2 separate regions of the Gossypium raimondii genome follow, and region 2 is linked to region 1. The links are chromatin contacts, called in public Hi-C maps. All regions are on one chromosome and are shown on one strand. The core of a region is the stretch at or near the end of the contact, and the rest is flanking DNA. Distances in the headings are between cores, read along the strand shown. Region 1 holds the start of LOC105790665 (transcription factor UNE12). Region 2 holds the start of LOC105790673 (protein LONGIFOLIA 1).

What was found. Hi-C and Micro-C count contacts between places; a contact is called where the count stands out from the background.
Region 2: a Hi-C map of leaf shows a contact between it and region 1, with 2.1 times the contacts expected there. The contact joins the promoter of LOC105790673 here to the promoter of LOC105790665 in region 1. A contact is called at or near these places in 2 of 2 Hi-C or Micro-C datasets (both in leaf).

What each region holds. Positions count from the first base shown.
Region 1 is chr8:8,515,380-8,521,314 of ASM2569854v1, reverse strand. LOC105790665 (transcription factor UNE12) reads left to right here and starts at 3,349. Exons shown (of 6, transcript XM_012618376.2): 1 at 3,349-3,940; 2 at 5,179-5,298. The coding sequence starts at 3,587.
Region 2 is chr8:8,650,186-8,656,120 of ASM2569854v1, reverse strand. It overlaps LOC105790673 (protein LONGIFOLIA 1), which reads left to right and starts at 2,605. Exons shown (of 4, transcript XM_012618391.2): 1 at 2,605-2,885; 2 at 2,967-4,262; 3 at 4,332-4,524; 4 at 5,906-5,935. The coding sequence starts at 2,733.

The DNA of each region.
Region 1 (5,935 bases), core at 2,100-4,599:
TGGCAAAATGTTGAGTTAATTGGGTTTGGGACACTAAGGAAATCTTTGGTGGAGCCTTAGAAATATTGGTAAAGTTTTAGAAATTCTTGTATAACCTTATAAATTTCGATAATTTATTAGAAGTTTTGGTAACTACATTGAAATTTTATAAATATTTTAAAATCTGGTATTTTGATAAATTGTTAGGAAATTTGGTAACTACTTAGAAATTTCTATAAATCCTTTTGGTTTTATCGCCTTAGAAAATTTGAATATATACAAAATTAGTTTTCAATCCTAAATAACATTTAATAAGATTAAATATATTGTGTTTTATTTATTATTTATTAGTTTTCATGTCATCTTATTTTAATGGTGTTAAGAAAATGGATCTAAATATGTGATATAATCCAAATTCGATTATCTGTACCAATTTGAAAATTGAAATAAAATTCAGATACTAAAATATATAATTTCTCTTTATTTTTTTTCTTTGAGCTCATGGAAAGCTGTTTGTAAGGAGTAAGGAGCGCTCCCTAGAACCCCGTGTTTCCTCCCACAAAATATATTTTCTATATAGAATTTTTATACTTGGTATAAGAGTGAATGTGTTAAATGGTTCGAAATTCAAAAAGGATTAGACATGTCATGTTTTTTTTTTTATTTTCTCAAATCAAAAAATAATTTTCTTTAATCTAAACAAATTAACATTAATATAAAAAAATTGAATGAGATTGTAAATAGAGTTGACCATGGGTTAGGTCAGATCCAATTTGGCTCGAGCTAAATATGAATTAACGCATTTTATATTTATCCAACTCTGATTTAACCTAAAATTTTGTCTAAGCTTGTCCAAATTATTTTTATTTTTATTTTGAAAAATATGTATATTATTTTAATTTAACATTTAATAAATTTATATATGCTTCATTCATTAAAATTTTATAGATTGTCATTTAACATTTTTAATGTCTACATTATAATATTATATATTACTATAGATTTAATTTTGTGTATTATAAATTACATAAAAATAACATAATATAATATATTTTAAACTTAGAAACGAGTCATTTCGGGTTCAATTGTCTAACTCATATTTCACATGGGCATACTTTATTTTTTAAAACTCATTTTTATCTAAACTCTCAAATTTTAGTATAACTTTCGAACTTAGACACATAATTTAACTCCTGAATAAATTTAAATATAAATTAATGATAAAATTAAATGTTAAAACTAGAATTTTGAAATCTCAAATTCATATAATGCTTTTGTTTAGATTTTATTGGCAGCGACAGCTGTCCTTGTTTTTGTCATTTCAACGTATGGTTTATTTTCAGTTTTGGTGGTTCTATTATGTTAAAATTTAAAATTTAGTCCTTACACTTTAATTTAATTTAGTTTGATCGCTTCACTTTTATAATGTCATTAATTTGCTAGCCGAATAATTTTACTCTTTATAAGGTAATGGTCGACTTTCAGTTTTGTGCCTCTATCATGTTTAAATTTGAGATTTAGTCCTTATATTTTAATCGACATAACTTAATTATCTTACTTTTATAATATCATTTGTCGGTTCAAATAGTTAATATCAAGAACTACTTCAGTTAGAATGCTAAAGTGAATTTCACTTAAAATACCATTCCAACACAAAATTATATATTTCAACATGATGAGTTAGAATTTGTGATTTTAAGGAAAAAAATCTATGAAGCATTTTAATCGAATAGTTAATTATTTGTACTAACTAATGATATTATAAAAATAAAGCGACAAAATTTTGTCAACTTAAAATATAGTGACTGAATCCCAAATTTAGCAAGAGCAAAGAGACCGTAATGTAAATTAATTTATATTGAGAGATTATATATTTTTCTTTATACAAATGTATATAGAGTCATGATAAGGTCAATATTCAAATATTTGATTCATAATTTATATGAATCAAAGAATGATTACCAAATTTATTTGGACTAAATCAAACATTTTAGATATTTAAATTCATTAATAAAATATGATTTACTCATACAAAAGGAATTTGATATTCTAATTGAGTATCATTTATATATTTAAAGTTAATTTTATTTTCAAAATTATAATATTTTCAAGAATTTAATTAATGATTTTTTAGTTCTATAAGTGTAAGCAAAGTGTAATAACAATATTATTATTAAATGTAACATTTATTTTTATTTTTATTTATATATAAAATTTTGTTGAGAATTTGATAATGGTAATAAAAATGAATAAATGAAATTTATTAAATAATTTAAAACTGATTATGGTTTAAAATTAATTTAGTTAAATTGAAATTCTTTTATAATTTTAATAATAATAATTATACAAATTTAATGATTAATATTCTTATTAGTGTTTATAATATTTTTGCTTTAATTTTTTTAGTTTCTAGAATAATATCTTAAAGGGAATGATTTTATGATATTTAATATGTTAGAAGCTGATCTAGGATCCAAGAAATAAGTAGATATTATTTTATTGATTATTTCAATTATTATTTTTAAATGATGTATTTAAAATATTTATATGCAAAGTAATTTAAGAGTTTAATTTATTAATTGTTTTAGCTAGAAAAAAGGCAAAGATTTGGGTTTATATAGAAATAAAATTAACTGTTTTTTTATGGACATTGAAAATTCGATCGTTGGAGAATTTGACCATAGGATGAAAACGCGTGATATGTTTTCTCTCTCTCTTCAAAACCACTCTATTCCAATAAATATACTACAAATCGATTGTTGAATTAATTTTAAAACCACCAATTTTATCTAATTTTAAATCCCATGATGGATACTATTTAAAGTTAAAAAACAAAAACTACACCCTTTTTGGTGATACAATAAATAGTTCTACATTGGATAAAATTGTGCTAATAGATAAATAAACTAAAATTAAATTTCTTTTATTTTTCAAGAATTTCGTTCATAAAATTGTTTTAATTTTTAATATTTTATTTATATTAATATTTAAAATATAAAATATTTTAAAGACATTTTTTATTTTAAAATCTTAGAATGATAAAAAAATTCAAAATTCAAAATTCAAACAAGACATCATGATATGTTATGTAGGGTAAGTTTGGATGAGCGATAGTTTACCTGTATTTAGTGTAAAAGCAGCAGTGATAGTGAAATTAAATACCATAACGATACTATAGCGTGAGACAAAAAAAATAAGTTAAATATGTCGCACGTCTATCCAATCTCAGTTAAAGTCTTTGATTTACCAGAGAGAGGAAAAAGGGTTGCCACGTAATTTGGGTGAAACTCGAAGCCCTATTACAGAAAGCGTTATGCTTTTAACCACGATTCAAAGAGAGGAAAAGAAAAATAATATAAAAGCACTCTCCTTTTTCCTTCCCTCTTTTTCTTTGTATATATTTGTCTTTTTCTGATTCTCTCCCAGAGCTGAAGAAAAAAAGGAAGAGGAAAGCCAAAACTCCAAACTTTCTATTTTGCTTTTATATTATATTTTTTTTGGTTCAATTCAGTTTCACCATTTCCTTTGCATGTAGATGCTCTTTGGTTAGTCTCTAACGCCGCTACTTGGACTCACTTTCCGCTGCTATCTTTTTTTCGGCTTTCTCATGGCTAATAACACCAACGAGGCCCCCGCCGCCGATGATTTCCTCGAGCAAATCCTCGGCCTCCCTAACTTTGCGCCCTCTGAAACGGGCTTAGCTGGATCCGACGCTGGATTGGCTGCAACCGCTCCTGGAGCTGGAGCTCCAATGTTTTTGCAGCTCAGCTCCGGTGATGGCGCCGCTCATATCGGCGGAATCGGCGGCGGTGGAGGCGGTGCGTTTCATGGGCAGGTTTTCCCCTTGGGCTTGAGCTTGGAGCAAGGGCAAGGCGGGTTTTTGAAACCCGAGGAAGCTTCCGGTAGTGGGAAGCGGTTTCGGAACGGGGTCGTTGATGACCGGGCTTCTTCTGTAAAAAATGTAAGAAAAATAGTACTTTATCACTTAAAAAATTCTTTTTCCCTCTAAAAGTTTTTTCCCCCTTTTTATATATGAATTTCCTTTCAGGAGCTTGACTTAGAAGCTAGGTTTTATGGTGCTGATAACTAAATATAATTATCTTTAATAATTGTCAATTTTCTCCTCTGTAAATGGAGTATGTTCATTTGTCCTTTTTGGATTATTTTAAGTTTTAGATTGTCAAACTTGGGGTGACAGCATATTTGTCTGTTTGATCTTTTATCATGTTACCATCCCATGCCTGTTTCTGTCTGATAGCAGAGAAGACAAGGGAAAACATGACAGGGTTTGGTGGGAGTTACTATTGTGGGATGCCAAGTTTTGATATTTGACAAAGGATACAGTACATCAATGTCTTAGAGTTGCTTAAGTCATAAACTAACTGGCAGAGTAAGATTATTCAATCATTGAAGACCATTCAACTGCTGATTTGCTGTAAACCTGAATCCAAAATTAAACAAGAGTTGTGCTTCACAAGTTAATTTTTTTTTCAAGAATTAAAGGGCATGTATTTGGAACTTGAAAGCTAGGGTCATAGTAGTGAAATAAAAATCTATAAAATCTTCTGTAAAATTACTAGTAGTTGATTCCTTGATTTGTAGTTAAGTAAACCGGTCTTTGTTTAATGGCCCCATCTACCAGGAGAAACTGGTTTAATGTCTAGTAGGTTTCATGTTCATAGCTTCCAAAAATTGTCAACATCATATGAGTCGAGTTATTGGTGGAAGATGTCAAATTTCAGAACATTCTCTTGGTATTATCATAAAATATGTATGAAAGTTAAAATTATGACAGAAGAAAGATGGATCTGTGTTCTCATTTGTTGATTTACTATAGTTTTTAAAGTATCACTGTCTCAGCCGTGGTCAAGACATTCTATCAACTTGAGTAATTGCTTTTGTATTTGGTTATTTATGCCGTCAGGTTATTCAACAAATTGTATGGGAAGTGTTCTGCAAAAGTTTAAGACTCTAAAAGTCCAAATCTGGCAAGATTTCTGTTGTTTGTCCATTGCTGTATGCTTTGATTCCAAAAACTTGCTTTTATATAAAATCGAAACAATTATGGACTAAGTGATTTTTCTCCATTCACCGTTCTTTCCTTGTTATGGGTTGGCGGGAAAGAAAATGGTATTGATGTTAGTTCTATCTTATCTATAAATTTGCATCATTGATGATGTGACTTATATAACTTTCCAGGTTTTCCATGGCCAACCTATGCAAGCAACTGTTTCTGCAGCACCACATCCACCGACAATGCGTCCAAGGGTGCGCGCTAGACGAGGACAGGCCACGGATCCTCACAGCATTGCTGAACGGGTACCCTTAATTTATTATAAATAACCATGCCAAACATGGGAATAGGTTTAATTTATTGAATGTCAGTAATCCAGATTTGTGTTTCTGGTCTAGAGTCAAAAGGCATGAGTAAGTTTCTTAGCAAGGAAAAATTTGAAAAGATAGAAATCTGATAAACTGAGTTGATTGTGACTGGTTCGTGCAATGTAGATCGTCATCTAATTGAGAAAAATCTTTTTTTTTTTCCTTTCAAAAAGAGCTATGGACTATAATAAGTTAAAAAATACTATACTGCCTCTTGTGCATATCTAGAAAAGGCAAGAATATATAGAAATACGAAAACATATAGACCCCATGTAATCATCTTTTAGGAGGGGATCTAGCAGCTCATAAAGCTGCACTTGGTTGCCACCTCTCTGATACTTGGACCCTTCAAAAGTGGAGGAGTATCTGTGTCGGCATGACACAATCCTCAACACAGTATAGGATCTGTGTCAAACATGACAAATAATAATGTGGACACTTCACAGCAGAGGTTGCTCAATGCTGGTTTCAATTAATTTTTTCCGTCAAATATTGTTTTTCGGCTAGATGCTAGAAATCCAAAAAGAAAAAAGAGAAGATAATAAAGATAAAAGTCAAAAGTTGTAAATCCCAA
Region 2 (5,935 bases), core at 1,356-3,855, 140 kb before region 1:
TTGTAAGCTGGCCTTTAATAGATAGCATTGACCCAACAATGAAACATTACATCCTGATGTTTGCTAAGCATTCAAATTCCATCCAAATAAATAAATGATTTCGTTATTGATATGCCCATAAACAAGATTAATAAAAAGCATTTAAACCTAAAATAGGAGTCCATTAAATTTGATTTGTCGGTTCGGCCTTAACTCGATCGGTATAGGTATTGTTGTCAATATAAGAGGATATAGGTTAGAGTACGTTGAAACGTATTGTCCTCGTATTTATAAGTTGGGGAAGGATTATGGATAGTTCTAAATATTGTGTTAAAAAAAAAACTTAGAGCACCTCATTTTCAGTTCAATAACGATTTTACGAAACATTATTGAAAAACAATTTTACGAATATTCGTTATTCAAATCTGGCAATGGTTAATTAGCTTATAAAATTTACTCATGCTCTATATACAATTTATATGCTACAACGTTTCAAATTAACTACTATCTAAATAATTTTACCAAAATAAGTCTATAATATAATTTTGAGTTACCATTGTTAAAAATAACATATACATAATATAAAACTTATTCATTATTTTTATTTACTTAAATTAATTTTTAAATATTTATGAAAAATATTTTAAAACCCTGTCAAATATGGACCAACAACCATAAAACAAAACTTATAATGTGAAAATAAAGTCCAAAATTAGTCTGGAATTTTGACATCCGAGTCGAATATTTATGGTTTGGTTATCTTAGTCTATCGATTGGTTACGGTTCGGAAAATGAAATAAAAATGATTATCTTGATTATATTAAAATTATTTAAAATATTTTTTTATTTAAATCGAATTAAACTCTTTCCGGATTGAAATGACAAAATTAATATTTAATATAATATTTGATATTTAAACTTGATATTTTTTTCCAATTTCGTACTTAAACTTGAAATTTTCTTTCTAATTTTGTATTTAACGTTTTCTCACATTTCCGAGATTGAGATTATTATTAATTTAGACCAACATACATTGTCACATATTCTACCACAAGCAAAGAAAAGCGTCAATTCATTCACTTATGTATCTTTCTCCTTTGAGTAATATCTTTTTATTTTTCTTACATAAACATATCACTTATAAAACCTAAAGAAATATTTCAGAGGTCACCTAATTCAAGTATATTAATATCTCTCCCTTCAATTTTGTAGGTCGTATTCTTGTATCACTATCAAAGGAGGTGTCTCTCTCCCCAAACCGTTTATAGCTCTTGACGGAAGTGGGGGATAAAATCTCTACATAAGAACAAGACCTTTCATTATTGAAAATTCAATCGATTACGAAATAGATGACATTTTAAAAATTTCTTTACTAAACTTTATTTAAAGAAAAAAACACGTAAGGTAGTAATAAAATTTCATGAAAATCAACTAGTTGTTGATTGAGGCATTAATGATTTCGTTACTGTTAAAACTCAAATTCGATAAGATAGAATCTTAAGTTTAAAGTAAGTTCTTAAATTTTCTTCTTTAAAAAAAAAAAAAAAGAAAAGGAATCTTTAAGTGGCATAAAATAAAGGGTGCAAGTGCAACAACCAATGGAGGAAACAGATTCCTTAACGCCCTTCATTTTCAAAGGTGGCAGCTGGCCATCCACTTTGATTCCTTTTGGAACTGTAGTAACTGTATCCATCCTCTAACAAGGTGCAACCAATCAGTTCATACGTTCGCCACGTGCCAGGTCATTAAAGTCCATATACCTCAACTGCAAACTGCCAACTTCTTGTACGTCTAGTAGTGCTGCAGCCACTTATACTGGAAGTTTTGGATCAGCTCGGCCACCCATTGTGGCAAGCCGGCTGGTGGTGGCTAGTGGCTAGTGGCGAATGTTTTATTCTTTAATCTTTATTTATTTTTGGTCTACTCAAGGTTATGCTTGGATTCTGAAAACTGGAAAACTGGACATTTATTTATTTTTGGTTTCCCACTACTCACGGACTGCACTTTTAATTTTTAACAAATATAGCACATAAATATTTTTTTTATCTACATGGTAAGTTAAATGTGCACATTACAGGTGTCATTACAATGTACGTTCTCGTGATTCACGTTAATGGCTTCCATATTCATCTTGCTTTTAAATGATTCATATGCGCCTTCAAAGGGAAATAATGATTTTATGGTTATTAACGTTTTTAAATCGTATAATCGACATAAAATGGAGGCAATGAAGGGGGTGGTCAGTCGTCCAAAGGCACGAAAAATAAGGGAGCAAATGTTAGGAGAAAGCATTGGCCAAGCTGCGGGTTCCAGTGTCAGTGCCAACAAACTTTTTATATTTTTGTTTTCTTGGTTTATAAGTTTTAGATTAAATAGTTTGTACATTCAAAAACAAAGATTTAAATATTTATATTTTCTTATCATACACCCATTTAATATTGTATTTTATTTGAAAAATAAAAATTTTACGTCATCGAATTTATAGTAAAGGTCAAGTTGCGTACAAGTGACGAGAGAAGCCATGTGTCCCCACACCACTGCTCTTTTTGTTCCTTAACGTGGTCCACCCTTTTAAAGACCATAAAAGCGGGAGACTGAAGTACGAATATAAAGGCTGCACTGTTGTGTTGCGGTTAAACTCAGCCACACAGTGACAGCAAGAAACTTGCAAAAGATGAAGAGAGAAATGGAATCATAGTAATTCAAAGAGGTATTATTGTTGAGTTCCAACGGAGATTTTTTTATTTTTTTGAATGATGGCGGGGATAGTGCAAGAGCAAAATGTTGAGAAGAAAATAGATGAGAAACAAAAGGGTTGCATGGCTGGTTTTTTTCAGATCTTTGATTGTCACCACATTCTTGCCGGCAAACGCCTTTACACTGTTAAGCGCCTCCCTTCCACGACGGTTGGTTTCCTTTTTTTCCCCCCATTTATGATGTGCATGTGGACTTCTACTGAAATGTAATTTTACGGTTTTTTTTCTCAGTCCAGAGAAATGACATCGGAGCAAGAGAAGAACGTTGAGTCACCACTAGCAATATCTAAAATAATAGAGAAGCTGCCGTCACCGGAACCTTCCATTGCGATGGGGAGCCAGAACAAGTCACCTCGCGGCCGTCCAATTTTCGAATTCAACGAAGACGGCGCAAGTTCGCCATGGAAATTCTCCAAAGAAGCTCCAAGGCTTTCTCTAGATAGCAGAGCCGTGGTCAATGCAACTGGAAGCCTTAAGCCACGAGAGATCCGTACGAATACCGCCATTCTACCTTCCAACCAATGCGAAAGCAATAGAGAAGAAGACGGAGTGGGTGGTATCGACAAACAACGACGTTCACCTAGCGTAGTCGCAAGGCTCATGGGACTTGAGGCGCCGTTACCGGATTCAGATCCCGAACCGAATAAAAGAGCGGAGCTCCGAAGATCCGCGTCGGAAGCAAGAGGCAGAGATCTATTTCAGTATCGTTTTATAGATAGAATTAATATCCATTTAAATGGGGGGATTTCGAGCAATGTGGTAACTAAAAATGGTGCCGAGCTAGATGAAGTAATAAGAAATGGAACTGAAGGCTCAAGCACTGTGAGACGTGAACCAGTTAAAACTCCGGTTCGAGGAACGGTTCAAACTAAACGTTTTTACAATTCAGTTGATTTCTTTCCAAAGACAAAGCAAACAGTTTCCATCAATGGAGAGATTGAGAAAGAGCTTAAGCTCCGAGGAATTGACGAGCCGTCGAAAGATCTCGAGAATCTTAAGCGAATCCTCGAAGCTTTGCAACTTAAAGGCCTTTTACATACTACGAAACCTCCACACCAAAGGAATAAAAGGAGCTTTGTTTATGAACAATCTCCAATTGTTGTTATTAGACCGGAAAGATCATCACCAATCAGGAGAAGCAGCAACGATTCACCTCCTCCGGCTTACAGATCAAAAAATGGAGCTCGCCGGAACTCGAAACTGGAGCCGCCGCCGCCGAGTCCAAGACGTGATCCACCGGATACTGGAAGGAACTTACGGAACCAAAGCAGAATAAGTGGCATCAGGAGTCCAAGCAGAAGGCCTTTGAGGATTGAAACGCAGAGAGGGAATGGCAATGTTGAACAGAGAAGAATGTCTCCGGTTCAGTCTGCTAGAGTTAATGTGAGAAGAACCGAACTAGATCAGGCGAATAGATCAGCGGGAAACAGGAAATCAACGGCTGAGAAAGTATTTATCCCAGCGGAGGATGAAACATCAACTGTTTCTGAAAGTAGCTCCAGCTCATCTTCTCAAACTGATGCTGAGGTAAAATTGCTCAATTATTTAACTAAATGGTTAGTTAATCACCTTAATTTATTTGAATGGCATGCACAGAAATCGAAGGTGGAGGAATATAAGGAAGGGAGAAGCTTATTGGAAAGGTGTGATAAGTTGCTTCACAGCATAGCAAAGATGAACGCAGCTCAAACTGAGTTGCAGCCGAGTCCTGTTTCAGTACTCGACGCGTCCTTTTACAAAGATGATTCGTCTACTTCCCCTGTGATGAAACGAAGAATGGATTTCAAAGGTAAGAGAACAAATCTTCGAGTATTCGTAAATCTCTTTATCTACGTGTAGATTTCATATAGTTTCATTAATTTGGTAGACCACATTAAAAGCAAATAATTTTAGAATAACCAAAAAGAAAGAAGAAGAATGGAGATGTCGCAAATGGGAAAGTAATTGAAACATCCTCCCTTTTTTACTGCAAACCAAAGTTACCTGAGTGAGAAAAAGAATATACTTACCGCTGTAAAACTTTGCCTGACAAGTGGGTTAGAGCATCCCATTAATGCTAGTCTTGGAAAGTGGTGGAAATGTCCCCACCTCTGTTAATTTTGTTTGAAGTTAAAAGACTACAGTCCATATTGGAAAGAGAGTGAAGGCAACGACATATTTGGTCCTCTTTTTCCTTCATACATTCATTTAATCATCTGTTTTCTGTCAGTGTATTAGCCCTTTGTTACTGTCGTAATCCCTGCCCTTATTGACTTTATTTGGCCCCCATTTTATTTTGATTTATATACTTTTTTAAATAGTAAAAGTTTTCGAAAAATAAAAATATTAATTTTTTGAGATTAACTTAATTAAATACTCTTTCTTCTCCATTCAACTTATCACATGGTAAAATACTTTTACTTTAACCTTTTATTCTTTAAAAAATATTATGCATAAAATTTGAAAAAATACATATTGTAATGACTTTCAATGAATTAATTTATAAAATATATACAGTAATTTATGTCAAAGTTTAAAATTTTGAAAAAAATTCAACTGTGACAATTGTACTAGGACAAAGTGAGTAATATAAAATCATTTTTAAAATATGTCGTAATATATTTATTAGATTGTACATAAAAATTCTTAACTATTAACCCTTGAATAAGGTATGAAATCAAGTCAAGTTAATTACAATTAGAGATAAATATTAAATTTAAACATGAACTTTAGTTTAATATGTACTTTGATATATAAATTTTAATTTTATAATTATACAAATGAAACTTGAATTGTAGTTCATATGTGTACATGAAATTTTGATTTTGATTCAATTGTACTCATAAAGAAATACATATATTTATTTATTTATTTATTTATTTTTATATTGGTTTAATATAATTATTTGTGTATGCAATACATCAATGTAAAATTATGTTAATTTGATAATATTGTTAGTGATTTGTGAGAATTAAATAAAACTAAAATTTTATGTATAAAATCGCACAAAATTAAAGTTCGCATATGATGTTGTACATTGAAGCAAAGTCTTGATATATATTAATGATTTTTCTCATTTTAGAAGTAATCCACACTATGATAAGCAAGTATATATATTCAATACTTTTACCTCCTTCAATCGACGTTGAATGGAGAATTTTGTGATTCGACTTGAGATTTTAAATTTTCAGACCAAGTTGTTGAATCAGAAGATGAACTTT